3 separate regions of the Mus musculus genome follow, and regions 1 and 3 are each linked to region 2. Evidence: chromatin contacts called from public ChIA-PET and promoter capture Hi-C data. All regions are on one chromosome and are shown on one strand. The core of a region is the stretch at or near the end of the contact, and the rest is flanking DNA. Distances in the headings are between cores, read along the strand shown. Region 1 overlaps Birc6 (baculoviral IAP repeat-containing 6). Region 2 holds the start of Ttc27 (tetratricopeptide repeat domain 27). Region 3 overlaps Ttc27 (tetratricopeptide repeat domain 27).

Region 1 (3,969 bases), core at 292-2,791, 50 kb before region 2:
CCTGGTCCACTCACATTTGAACAACAACAAAAAATTGAGATATGTGACCTCTAGAAATAGAAGTAGTGTGCCTCTTTTGACTAAGAATGCCATTTTAGTTTTTTAAAATTTATTGATTCACTTCATTATCAATCCAATATCAGCCCTTTCTCTCCTCACAGTATCCCCTCATGTAAGTTCTCCCCCCATTCTACCTTCCCCTTTTCTTTTTTCCATTTTGGGTCTCAGTCCTGCCCCCAGCTTTTCTGTAAGATTCCCGAGCTCCATCTTATGTTTGTTTATGAGTCTCTGCATCTCGTTCCTTTGGCTGCTGGGACAGAAGTCAGTTATGCTAGGTTCCTGTCTGCAAGCTTAATAGAGTATCATTAATAGTGTCAGGGATTGGTTCTCACCCATGGGATGGGTCTCAATTTGGGGCAGTCATTGGTTGGCCATTCCCTCAGACTCTGCTCTATCTCTGTCCCTGCACATCTTGTAGGCAGGGTACATTTTGGGTCGAAGGCTTTCTGGTGGGTTGCTGTCCTTATCCTTCTACTGGGAGTCCTGCCTGGCTACAAGAAGCAGCCACTTCAGGATCTATATGCCCCACTACTAGGAGTCTTAGCTAGATTCACCTCTATAGACCTTGTGGACCTCTTCCCATCTCAGGTCTTTGGCACATCCTAAAGATTGCCCTCCCACTGTCTACTTCCCTTTCCTCTACCCTGTTCTTCCTACATATGATCTCTCCCTACCCTCTCCGTCCCCTCTTTCCATCGTCTGGGATATCTATCCTCCCTTGGGCCATCCTTGTTTGGGTCTGTTGATTACGGCATGATTATCCTGTACTTTATGGTTAATATGCACTTAAAAGTGAGGACATACCATGTATGTCCTTTGGGGTCTTGGATACTTCACTCTGGATATTTTCTAGTTCCATCCATTTGCCTGTGAAATCCATAATGTCCTTGTTTTTGTTTGTTTGTTTGCTTTTTTGGTTTTTCGAGACAGGGTTTCTCTGTGTAGCCCTGGCTGTTCTGGAACTCACTCTGTAGACCAGGGTGGCCTTGAACTCAGAAATCTGCCTGCCTCTGCCTCCCAAGTGATGTCCTTGGTTTTTAATGGCTGAGTAGTCTACTATTGTATAGATAAACCACATTTTCTGTATCCATTCTTCAGTGGAGAGGCATTTAGGTTATTTCCAGTTTCTGGCTATTACTTATTATAAAACTGCTTTGAACATGTTGAGCAAGTGTCCTTGTGGGGTGGTGGAACATCTTTTGGGTATATGCCCAGGAGTGGCATACTGGGTCTTGAGGTAGAACTATTCCTAATCCGAACAGTGAGGAGTGTTCCCCTTGCTTCACCCCCATGTGCTGTCCTTTTAGTTCTTGATCTTAGCCATTCTGATATGTTCCTTCTAAAAATAGAAGTTGTCTTTCTCCTTTGATTGAGAAATCTCCTGAGATAGTTTTTTACTGGAGCCCTAAAATGGTCTGGCTTAAACTTTTCTGTGTTTCTGTTTCTATTTGGTTTTGAGTCATTGATTCTTTGAGCCTTAAGTAGTTTTCACTTTCATTTATTTTCTCCCTCTGCCTCCTCCTCTGCCCTCCCCTTCTCCTCCTCCTCTCCCTACTTCTTCTTTACTCCTTCCCTCCCTCCCCCACCCGTGTGTGTGTGTGTGTGTGTGTGTGTGTGTGTGTGTGTGTGTGTGTGTGTCTGTGTCTGTGTCTGTGTCTGTGTCTGTCTGTCTGTCTGTCTGTGTCTCTCTGGTGTTCTTTCCAAATTTTCTTTATACAACATGCATTAGTCTACTTTCTTGCAGCTGGATAGTGTTCCCTTGATTAGTTCAATATATTCATTCATTGGCAAGCATTTGGGATCTTTTTATCCTTGGATTGTAGTGTATAATACTGCTGTGTGCGGGTGTATACAAATGTTTATTTTAGCACCAGTTTTCATTGTGTTTGGTGTATGCCTAGGAGTGTCACAGTAAGTAGTTTTCAACTTTTTGATGAATGGCCAAATTGATTTTTATATTGTTAATCTTTTGGATAGTCCTAATGATAATTTAAAAAAAAAAACAAATAATACCAAATACTAGTAATTTTCCTCTTCTTAAAAGCCGCAGGTGTCAAATTCCCATAACCCCACATCAGCAGAAGAACAGCAGCTGTACTGGGCCAAAGGGACTGGCTTTGGCACAGGTTCCACGGCATCAGGATGGGACGTGGAACAAGCCTTAACTAAACAGAGGCTAGAAGAGGAGCATGTGACCTGCCTTTTGCAGGTACGCTTGTGAGTCGGTTGTTATCAGTACTGATGATTTACTCAGTTCATTAAGTATTTTGTCTTTTTTCTTTTTGCTGAGATGTTTCATGTTTTCTAGGCTGCCCTTGAACTCTGATCTTCCTTTCTTCACCTCCAAGTGTAATCATGACAGATGTGCTCCAGCATTCTTAGGCTTGCTTTTGCTTTCTTCTCCAAATACAGTATAAATGCCATGGTTTAAAGAATGGTCTTTTATGCTTGTAATTCTAAATATATTCCCCTCAATTAGCTTCTCACCTCAGATACAATTATCCTTTGATTTCAAGATGTTCTCTAGAAACATAACATCTGCTAGCTAGCCTTTGTTTTAATGTAAAGCCTCTGACCTGTGCTTACAACCCAGTATTCGTACTCCATTCTGCACTGGGACCTCTCACCGCTAAACTGTACCTGTAGCTCACTCTCAGTTCAAATTGTTCTATAGTGATTCCACAATCAAGCAAGTTGAAAATAGGAGGGGACATCTTTATATCATAGAAATAAATGAAATTGCCGCCATTTTGAAGTGTTACTTTGCAGTTTTAAGATGGCATGCTCGTTGTAGTATAAATTCTGAGGTCCCAGCACTCTCAGACTGAATCAGTGCAGTGAGGACTTGGAGTGCAGCGTAGTAGCGTGTGTGCCTAGCATTCATGGGCCCTCTGGATTCAGTCCTCGGCACCGCATTAAAGTGACACTGCGAGCGAGCATCTGAATCTCAGGTCACGGTGACCCACATGGCCAAGTGGAGGCCACGGGAGCCTCCTGAGTTCCCCAGAAAGAGAAATCCAAAGGCGACAGTGGTGATGCTCCCGTGTCTGTCAGTCACTGTCCAGTCACTGCTCTGTTAGTCACGGCTTACTGCGCTCGTGTGCTGCTCTGTCCTCAGGGCGCTCCTCTTTCAGTTACATAGAGAGCTATTGTCCTGTGTAAGCAACCCTCAGCAAACAGTCCCTTCCCTTCTGAAAAGTTAAGTGGAAATGTCCTTTTTTAGCCGTGTTTGATATCTCAGGCCTATAATCCCAGCACACAAAGTTGAGGGATAAAAATCCAAGGCCACCCTCTCAGTCGAGAAACCCAACCTTGAGGTTTGTCAGGGCCTTATGTGGAAAAGCTATCTCCAAAATGAAAAGTACACAATCAGAAAGAGTGTCAACATTGGCTAAGTAAAAACCAGATGCTCTTGAGTGTGCTGAGATCAAGTGTCTAGTTATGAAACACATCACTGAAGTGTATAAAGCTGAACTCCAATTTCTTGTCTGCAATGCAGGTCCTTGCGAGTTACATAAACCCCATGAGTGGTGCTGTCAATGGGGAAGCCCAGGCGTCTCCCGAGAGCCGCGCCCAGAACAGCAGTGCTCTGCCCTCGGTGCTTCTGGAGCTCCTCAGTCAGTCCTGCCTCATCCCAGCCATGTCCTCCTACCTGCGCAACGACTCCGGTGAGTCAGGGGTGCAGGCGCTGCACGGCTGCGTAACCTCAGACACGACTCTAACTTGAAAGTCCATTATTGAAAAAGTAAGGCCGTGATACTGCCTAAGAAGGGTATAAAGTTTTTGAAATTAAAGTTACCATAGACAGCCTTATCAACGTGCAACTGATGTAGGGTTATTTTGTAATGTACATGAATATAATGTGGCATAAGTGAATATAATGGGCTTTTATATTAGTCACACCTTCCT
Region 2 (4,273 bases), core at 321-2,820:
GTTGTGAAGAAGAGCCAAGCAGTGTCACACACCTTTAATCCCAGCACTCAGGAGGAGGCAGAGGTAGGCATATATCTCTGAATTCAAAGCTAGCCTGGTCTACAGAGTGAGTTCCATTTCAGCCAGGGCTCTACAGAGAAACCGTATCTTGAAAAACCAAACCAACCAACCAAAGAAGTTATGAAGCTGGATTTGTTGATGAACCACCCTCCAATTTCAGTGCTTCAGCACTCCAGCACTCCCAACAGGCAGAGCTCTAAGTGTAAGTCCAGCCTGGTCTACATAGCACGTCCCAGGTCAGCAGAAGTTACTTGGTGAGACCCTACCAAAAAATCAGTGACTATATGGATTCCTTATTTCAGGTAACAATGTTGTGTCATATAATATTGTAACTCACCCACTCTATTCCAGGGTCTTGATCAAAAGACCTCCTTCTCACTAGAAATGCCCAGGAGCACAGGGGAGTGTTGTATAATGTCAGGTGAAGGACAGTCCTTAGTACTGTCTTAATTTTACCTTGGGCTGCACAGGCTGTTTTTCTACAGTGAAGCAGAGTGAGAAAGAAAACATTTATTCTCTTAAAAAAAAAAAAAAAAGAGGCAAACAGCCAACTCTCTGCTCAGCAGCTGCCACACTTGTGGGAGGATATATTTCCTTGCAGGTTTTTTTCCACGTCAGCAAAGTGTTCTGGGTTCTATCGACTGAATTGCAGAAACTTCCAGGCTCTTGCCAGGTTTATGTGATGACAGTATCAAAACCAGACCTTTCTCCCCTTTTAAAGAAATTATTCTTTTTTTTTTCTAGTTTGTTTTTGTTTTTGTTTTCTGAGACAAGGTCTCTCTCTGTCGCCTTGGGTGTCCTGGAACTAGCTCTGTATACCAGGCTGTCCTTGAACTCAAGGATCCACCTGCCTTTGCTCCAGAGTGCTGGGATTAAAGACATGTACCACCGCCGCCTTTATTTTATGAGTATTTTTTGCTTGCAGCTATGTTTGTGTACCATTTATGGGTCTTGTGCCTGGGAGGCTAGAGGACGGTAACCGATGTTCTGGAGTTACAGGCCATTATGAACCACCTTGTGGGTGCTGGGAATAGAACTTTGTCCTCTGTTGAGCCATTTCTCCAGGTGGCTAGCTTGGAACTAAGGGCGAAGCTCAGGCTGGCCTTTAAGTTGCAACTATCCTGCATCATCCTCCTCCGTGCTAAGATTACACTTCGAGTTTGGTTTTCTTGCACTTTGAATCATCCAAATTATAGCCTATGCCGAGGAAGTTCGTTCTAGCCTGGGGCTCAAGGGCTCCATTAGAAGTAACTTCTACAGCCTGCGCTCCGTCTGTTGGGGAGAAAAGGCTCGAGTTATTAACCTCCAAGGACTTAACTTTGCCTCAGGTAGTCGCATGTTCCAAAGCAGGATTGCGTTCAACTGTCTCCACTAGCAACAACTCCCGGTTACTGCGACCGGCTGACCGACCCACCCAACTCTTTTCCACTACTCAGTCTGCGCATGCTCACAACCGAGTCTCCGATTGGTCGTCTAGAAGGAAGCTGCTCCAGCGTGGGTTTGTTTTCCCATGATGCTCTGCGTTGCTGTCATGGCTGCCTCCATGCATGTATAATCTCACATGGGAGTCTAAGTTTGTGAGCGCTATCCGTCGTAACAAGACGCCGGCGACTTTGGACCCTCCTCCTCTCGTTTTTCTCCTCCTTAGTGGGACACTGTATCGGGTGCAGCGATGCCGGGAATGATGTGGACGCCGGAGCTGGCGCTTCTGAGGGGCTTCTCCACGGAGGCGGAGCGGCTGGTTTGGAAGCAGGAGGGCATCTGTGGTTCAGGTGAGAGCGCTGCGCACTTTAGGTTAGTGCCAGAGCTGTGAGGACAAAGGATGCCAGCCCTGGGTACATAGGAGGTGTCAAGAGTGAGGGAGTTTCGCTTGATGGTCTGCGATCTGCTCATGTGACAGAAGTTTCCGAAAGAGACGAGATGAGTTTTTTTTAATGTAGAACTGACAAGTGAAAGAGAGTTCAGCAGGAAAAAGTCAGTGTTGTAAAAATGTTGAGACCAACATGTGCCTGGGGGAAATGTGAGGGAATCATGAGAGAACAGATGTGTTTGGATTGGCTTCCTGGGGCCGGTGTGTGTGTGTGTGTGTGTGTGTGTGTGTGTGAGAATATTGACGATAGGAAGGACAACTTTCCGGTGTCAATTGGAATCTTTGTGAATTTCCTGAAGAAGGGTAGTATGCCTATCATCATCATCGTCATCATCAATCATTGTCATTGTTTGCTGTCATTGTAGGTTTTGTACTTCTAGGAGACATGATATTTGTTGGTAGAATAAAAGTATACAGCCAGTATGCTGTTTATATCTTTTGCATCTTAAAGTATCTATGTAATGGATTATCATTTATACTTAAGAAATTCTGTTGCCTTACTGGACTCATTTTTAATATTACAGATATTGGAGTTTTCTTAGAATTGCTGTTAGAAGGGAGCTATGAGGCTTTGTTCTTCCATTCAACGACACAAACTATTTTAAATTCAACAATGATGGCTGAAGAAAAGATTGACAGCTACCTGGAGAAGCAGATAGTGAATTTCCTGGATTGCTCTACAGATTTGGAAGAAATTGAAAGGTAGTATTTTATTTGAAATTTCCACAGAGAAACGTACTAGGTGGGGGCTGGAGAGGTGACTTCGTGGTTAAGAGCACTTACTGCTATTTCAGAGGACTCAAGTTCAATTCCCAGCATCCACTTGGTGGCTCACAACTGTACAACTCCAGTTCTAGGATATCCAACACTCTCTTCTAACCCATGGACACTAGGTACATGTGTAGTATATATGTATGCACCTGGGCAAAACACTCATGTAATCAAATAAATAAATGAATAAATGAATAGGCTAATATCAACTTTTATAGCACCTTGACACTGTGAGGCCCTGGTATTTAGTAGTTGTTGAAATAACTGGTCTCAAGCAATCTCTGTAAGGTCTCTGGCCCAGAAGATCTAGAATGGAAAAGGAGAGTGGTGCAGGATTAAATGAGTTTTGTATTAGAAGGACACATCCTTGGTGGTCACTGCTAATCATCCCAGTGTGAAGGTCTGATAAGTGTTAGCCATCAGCTTTTTCCTTTTATGTTGCTTGTTGGTTTTTGTTTGTTTGCTTTTTTTGTTTTGAGATAGGGTCTCGCTATGTAGCTTTGGCCTAGAACTCACTCTGTAGATCAGGCTAGCCTCGAAGTCTCAAGAGATCTATGTCCTCTGTCTCCCACAGGCTGGGATGAAAGGCATGCACTTTAAAGGGGGGGGGGTGGAGTTCATTTTCTTAAGTGGGTAGATGTACCTTGAGTCTTGCTGTTTCTAGGTTCCCGAGAGATACTTGCATTTGTGTTTATTGTGTTTGGACTGTTATTTCTGGCGAGATGAGAGAACTGCATGTGTTTATCATGGATCCCGCAGTTTAACGTTCTTCCATTAGGATGTCTGCACATGAGTCAGATCTAAGCCTTCTAGAGGCATCTGTTTTATTATTGTATGCTTGGTAACACTTCCCCTTCTCAGCTACCCATGACAGCTGGCCAAAATTCCTAACCATCTAGGATGCATACAGTTTCATTCTGCCCTGGTGTTTACAGACTAAGTTTCATATAATTGTTTGAGGAATAAACCAAGTATCTTGTGAGGTTGTTGGGTTGCAAAAATAAGTAAAGGCATAACTCATAGTCACTATGGATGCTGCTGCTTATTCTTCAAGCTAATGCAGTTCTGTCTCATTTTTTCTAATTTTTGCTAGCGTCACTCATGATTTTGCTGTTGTTTGTGACTGTGTCTTGCTGCATCACCTCATTTATCCCGCAGCTTGCAGTGAACTGCAGGCTGGCTTCAAATGCATAATCTTTTTGTTGTAGTTTCCCAAATTTGGGAATTATAGTTATATACTACCATGCCCAGCTTATATTTTATTCTGGTTCTTTTCTTCTTTCTTCTTTTGTTACTGGAATTGAGCCTCTGGCTTCTCACTCAACAGACATGCATTCTATCACTGATCTATATCCCTGGCTCTTTTTTATACTTTTTCTTTTGAGTCAGGGTCAAACTAAGTGGTCCAGGGTGGCTTTGAACTTGTGATCCTCTTGTCTCACCTCTAGTGGGGATTGCAGGCTTCAGCATGAGGCCTGGCTTTCTCCTTGATTCCTATTTGCTGGCTGATGTGTTTGTACTGTGCAAAGTTAGCCTAGTGGTGCCCATTTGCAACCCTCCTCTTCCTTCCCT
Region 3 (4,425 bases), core at 310-2,809, 36 kb after region 2:
CAGTGGGTAAGAGCACCCGACCGACTGCTCTTCCGAAGGTCTGGAGTTCAAATCCCAGCAACCACATGGTGGCTCACAACCATCCGTAACGAGATCTGACTCCATCTTCTGGAGTGTCTGAAGACAGCTACAGTGTACTTACATATAATAAATAAATAAATCTTAAAAAAAAGAATGTTTGCCATTCTCTCAGAGGACCCGTATCAGGCAGCTTACAGCTGCTTGTAACTCTAGTTACTAGGGGCTCTGACTTCTAAAGAAAAAAAAAAAAGAAAAAAGAAAAAAGAAAAGCTGGGGAATAGATGTTGGGAGATGTGAAATCCAAGAAGAGAGAAGTGTGTCAGAGAGGACGGGGAGACTCACTGTGCTTTGCCTTTGTGATTGGAAAAGGTTGCACATCTTCTTTCCTTTTTTAATGGGTCTCTCTAGATAGCCCTGGCTGTGCTGTAGCTTCCTATGTAGGGCAGGCTGGCCTTGAACTCAGAAATCCGCCTACCACTTTCTACGGAGTGTTCGGATTAAAGATGTGTACCACCACGCCGTGCTTGGTACATATTTTCTTGAAGGAATCAAAATTCCTTGTGATTTTGCCAGAGGTATCCTTAATAACCGGGAGTACCGAGTTCACTTTCTTTCTTCCTTTGCCGTTTTCCAGATAAGACAAAAGAAAGAACTTTTCATAGGTAGAAAGGAAAACTGGCCCATTTGTTCTGCAGTAGGAGCTTTGCAGACTGTTCATCCCACTCTCTTGGTTGGGTTAGAAGCTATTGCTGGAGTCCTCTGGTGCTCTGGGTTGTCTTCCCACTCTTCCCATTCCTCAGCACCGTGGGCATTGCCATTATCTCATAGCTTTAGCTGACTATATGGAAATGCCTTATTTATTAATGCACGTGCTGTAAAGAATCTGGCAAGCAAAGTGGCAACATTGTTTTCAATGCACATAAAATAGCCGTCCTTTCACTCAGCTAGTAACTCTGACATATTTACCATGAACAGGTGTCCTGATCCTCAGTGGGGATACAATATTGAACAGTATCTTTTTTATTCTGGAGTTCCAATTAATTTACATGAAAGTACATAGACAAAGAGAGAAATAGATATTTAATTGAGGTGCTGAGGAGGGCTATAAAGTGGGATGGGTAAGTGTTGTTTAGCAGGGTGGTCTGGGATACCTCAGTGGGAAGGTGATGTGGAACACAGATCCTTCTAAAATGGGGCAGTGGGGCAGGACATGAGGTTTGGGAGTGACCCTCAGAGAGAGAGAGAGCGAGAGCGGGGTGTACAGGGCTGAGAGGAGACGAGTGTCCAGGCAATGTGTGTCTTGGAGGCTTGGGTCTCCACTGACAACAGAGGTCAGCACTGACAGGGCAGATGACAGGAAATGTTCTCAGTGGGCTTTGTGGTGGGGTGAGCAGCGCTAATGCCATCATTTTGCGTTGGTCTCACACACATTTGTGTATGTGTGTCCTCCCCAGTTCCTGTGAAACACTACACCAATCTCTTAACAGCACAGTTGTTGTGAGTGAGGGAAAGCTTCCCCCAGTCTTCAGGTTGTCTTTATCTGTTCTCATTTCTCTGTGGCATGAGGTACTTGCAAGCTTCTTAGCTGGTGGCTCTGATGTGGGCAGCTCATCTCTCTCAGTTTACAATGAAAGTCATGAATTTAACTTTCATACTTTACCCACGAGAACTGTTTGTCAGGCACGTTTTCTGCTCTCTTCTCCTTTGGCTCTCCTCCCAGTCAGCACTGATCTCTTCGTGACTACAGAGACTCAAATGCCAGATCTAACTTTTCTAAGGAGACTTCTTTGTTATTTTGAGTAAATCTTTAATTTCTAAGAAGTACTGCAGTGTGCTGGGGCTGTAATAGCTCAGTTGGTAGAATGTTCCTCTAGTATGTATAAGCCTTCGGCTCAATTCCTGGTACTGCATAAACTGCGTGTGCATGCCTGTGATCCCTAACTCTGCAGATGGAGTGATGAGGATCAGAAGTTAAAGGTCACGCTTAAATACGCAGTAAGGGAGGCCAGCCAGGGGACACATGAAGCCTGTCTTCAAGAAGATCCAAACAAACAGCCACCCCCCCCCCCATTCCCCTAGGAAAGACCTGTGGGGAACATGGAGACTGGGAGGGCCTCCTTGAGGACTCTGGGCTCTACACTGTCCCCTTGTCTTGTCTCAACTGAAGCATGCACTTACATCAGGGAAATTCAACTCTGTCCCCAGCAACTCTTCTCTTTATCCATCTGGCCTTCCTCTGCCTCTTTTTGTAACGGATTCCAAAGTCAGTAACATGGTGACTCGGGAGTGGCTTTTGACCTTCAGGATGAAGTTTCTTTATATTGCTGTCCTTTTACATCAGTAGCTTTGCAACCACACTCAGTCAACCAAGGATTTAAAATATTTGAAAAAGGCGTATGTGATTTACGCACGTGCAGACCTTCTTGTCATTGTTCCCTAATAATACAGAATAATACCAGGTTCTGTAGCAGTTACTTGGTTTTAGGCTTTATAGTAACAAGAGGTGACTTAAAGAACAAGGATGGGCTGGAGAGATGGCTCAGTGGTTAAGAGCACTGACTGCTCTTCCAGAGGTCCTGAGTTCAATTCCCAGCAACCACATGGTGGCTCACAACCATCTGTAATGGGATCTGATGCTCTCTTCTGGTATGCAGGTGTATATGTAGACAGAGCACATTTAAAATAAGTAAATAAATACATAAAAAAAAAGAACAAGGGTATGTGCTGTATGCAGATACCAACCACTTCCTGTGAGGGACTTCTTCGGTATTTCCTATGGCACTTGGAGCCAACTCTCACAGAATCTGAGGGACAGCGTATTCTGTGTAACTTCAGGTGTGTCTGAGACAAGATGGGTGGGCACTTTCAGGCCCTGTCCCACTCTGAGTGCTTACCTTGTCTCTGTGCCTCTTTTGGCTAGGCTCATTTTTGTTTATCTAGCCACCAGCTGTGCAGTCATCTTCCTTCAGTAGCTTTTTAACTTCCTAGCTTGGATGGCTGAGCTCGCAAGCAGACTTCGGTGCATCAGTCCTGCTTGTTGCTCAGGACTAAGGATGTTATCCAGACTGAGAATGGGTGAAGTGGCCCAGCCCAGGCGTCGGGCTGACTTCCGTTCTGTGCCCACGCTGTTCTGCCTCTCTCCATAACTTAGGTAGCACTACATGACAGTAAGGAGAACCACAGTTCCCCATCTCCCCTCAGCCGAAAGCTTGCTCTCAAATGTACAGTGTACGTAAACGTGCTGCACAGTGAGGGAAAGCTGGGTCCTTAGCACTCAGGAGTACTAAGGACTCAGTACTGAGGAGCAGCAGCATCAGAGCAGACATGTTTGGAACTGCCTGTGGACGCGGAGAAGGGAGAGAGGCAAGACAGAGCAGCACTGCCTTGCTGGATGTCCCTTCCCGTGCTCTGGTGATCTGCCACTGAGACTATAACTCTGGGGCATGATGAAAGAGCTATCCAATATACATTTTTTTCAATATAAATTTTAATATCTTGTAAAAGACTGGAAGTTATTGGGGGGAAAGTGATCATGGCTATTTTGCACTTGGTAAATACACACATACTCAAGCGTGTACACACACACACACACACACACACACACACACACACACACACACTTCGCTTTTTCAGGTAGAAGGTAGTTAGTTATGTGTCCCAGGCTAGCTTCACACTCAAAAATCTTAGCCTTAGCCTCCTTAGTTTGGGATACTCTTTAGTTTCTAGAAACTGAGGAGGTTTTTTTTTTTTAAACTAATATTAAAAAAAAAAACCTACCAATATTTATGCATGATTCTCAACTAAATAGTGGGCTTATGTTGGCTCTGTATTTTACTGACTTTTACTGATCTAGTTAATATTTCCTAAGATAACGATAAGATCTCTTTTTGTGGAGAAAATTTGCCAGTGTTTTCATGTTGGTATGGCATGTGGAAATATATGTGAGATAATTTTTAAATTAAATTATTATTAAAATATTTTAATAAGCATACAAGCTGACAGGCTTACTTATGACATTTTTGTACATCCTTGAAGCTTGTCCTGGAAGCCATTGCTCTCCTAGTTTAAGACAGTCATTGTGTAGTGCTGTTTTTGAGAAATCCTTTCTACACATTTTGGGAGTCATAGTGAAAATAACGTATATTGTTTTAGAAAACTATTTATGTTGTGTTGGCTCAATAATTTAAAATGAGCTATGGAAGCTGCGTTATTTCCTTTCAGATGAGCCAAGTCAGTGACATTTGGAATGCTTTTAATTTCCTTTTATTGTTGAAAATAGGAACAATTTAGTTCATACAGGTGTTTCAGTTTTCATTGGCAACAGTTTTGTTCAAGTGTGAATTGATACTGGCAGCTTGCCTTCTGTCTGTCTGCCTGTGGTTTCAGGGTCTACATGAAAGAAGG

Evidence for each region. Promoter capture Hi-C pulls out the DNA fragments that hold promoters and counts their contacts. ChIA-PET counts read pairs in DNA pulled down with a chosen protein or histone mark.
Region 1: a promoter capture Hi-C map of macrophages shows a contact between it and region 2, with 5 read pairs. The contact joins the enhancer-like site here to the promoter of Ttc27 in region 2. A contact is called at or near these places in 2 of 39 promoter capture datasets (embryonic stem cells and macrophages), 1 of 15 datasets of contacts at CTCF or cohesin (the NIH/3T3 cell line), 3 of 484 Hi-C or Micro-C datasets (bone marrow-derived macrophages, nephron progenitors and stem cell-derived neural stem cells), 3 of 115 datasets of contacts at active chromatin or transcription factors (CD8 T cells, embryonic fibroblasts and embryonic stem cells) and 4 of 9 other capture datasets (adipose tissue, embryonic stem cells, liver and 1 more).
Region 3: a contact with region 2 is called in an RNA polymerase II ChIA-PET map of memory CD8 T cells, with 16 read pairs. The contact joins the enhancer-like site here to the promoter of Ttc27 in region 2. A contact is called at or near these places in 1 of 39 promoter capture datasets (macrophages), 1 of 15 datasets of contacts at CTCF or cohesin (the NIH/3T3 cell line), 1 of 484 Hi-C or Micro-C datasets (nephron progenitors), 2 of 115 datasets of contacts at active chromatin or transcription factors (embryonic stem cells and memory CD8 T cells) and 3 of 9 other capture datasets (adipose tissue, liver and pancreatic islet).

Annotation. Positions count from the first base shown.
Region 1 is chr17:74,666,655-74,670,623 of GRCm38.p6, forward strand. It overlaps Birc6 (baculoviral IAP repeat-containing 6), which reads left to right. Exons shown (of 73, transcript NM_007566.3): 63 at 2,105-2,269; 64 at 3,560-3,728. Among named protein-coding and RNA genes, the nearest start is that of Ttc27, 49 kb to the right of the region's middle. Within about 2 kb of position 1,542, at least 24 of the 459 cell types and tissues checked have an H3K27ac peak or open chromatin away from gene starts, as enhancers often do. A contact at or near this core is called in adipose tissue, bone marrow-derived macrophages and macrophages, where this site is marked.
Region 2 is chr17:74,716,180-74,720,452 of GRCm38.p6, forward strand. It overlaps Ttc27 (tetratricopeptide repeat domain 27), which reads left to right and starts at 1,571. Exons shown (of 20, transcript NM_152817.4): 1 at 1,571-1,832; 2 at 2,455-2,632. The coding sequence starts at 1,733.
Region 3 is chr17:74,751,807-74,756,231 of GRCm38.p6, forward strand. The region is part of intron 9 of Ttc27 (tetratricopeptide repeat domain 27); the gene reads left to right. Among named protein-coding and RNA genes, the nearest start is that of Ttc27, 36 kb to the left of the region's middle. Within about 2 kb of position 1,560, at least 26 of the 459 cell types and tissues checked have an H3K27ac peak or open chromatin away from gene starts, as enhancers often do. A contact at or near this core is called in memory CD8 T cells, where this site is marked.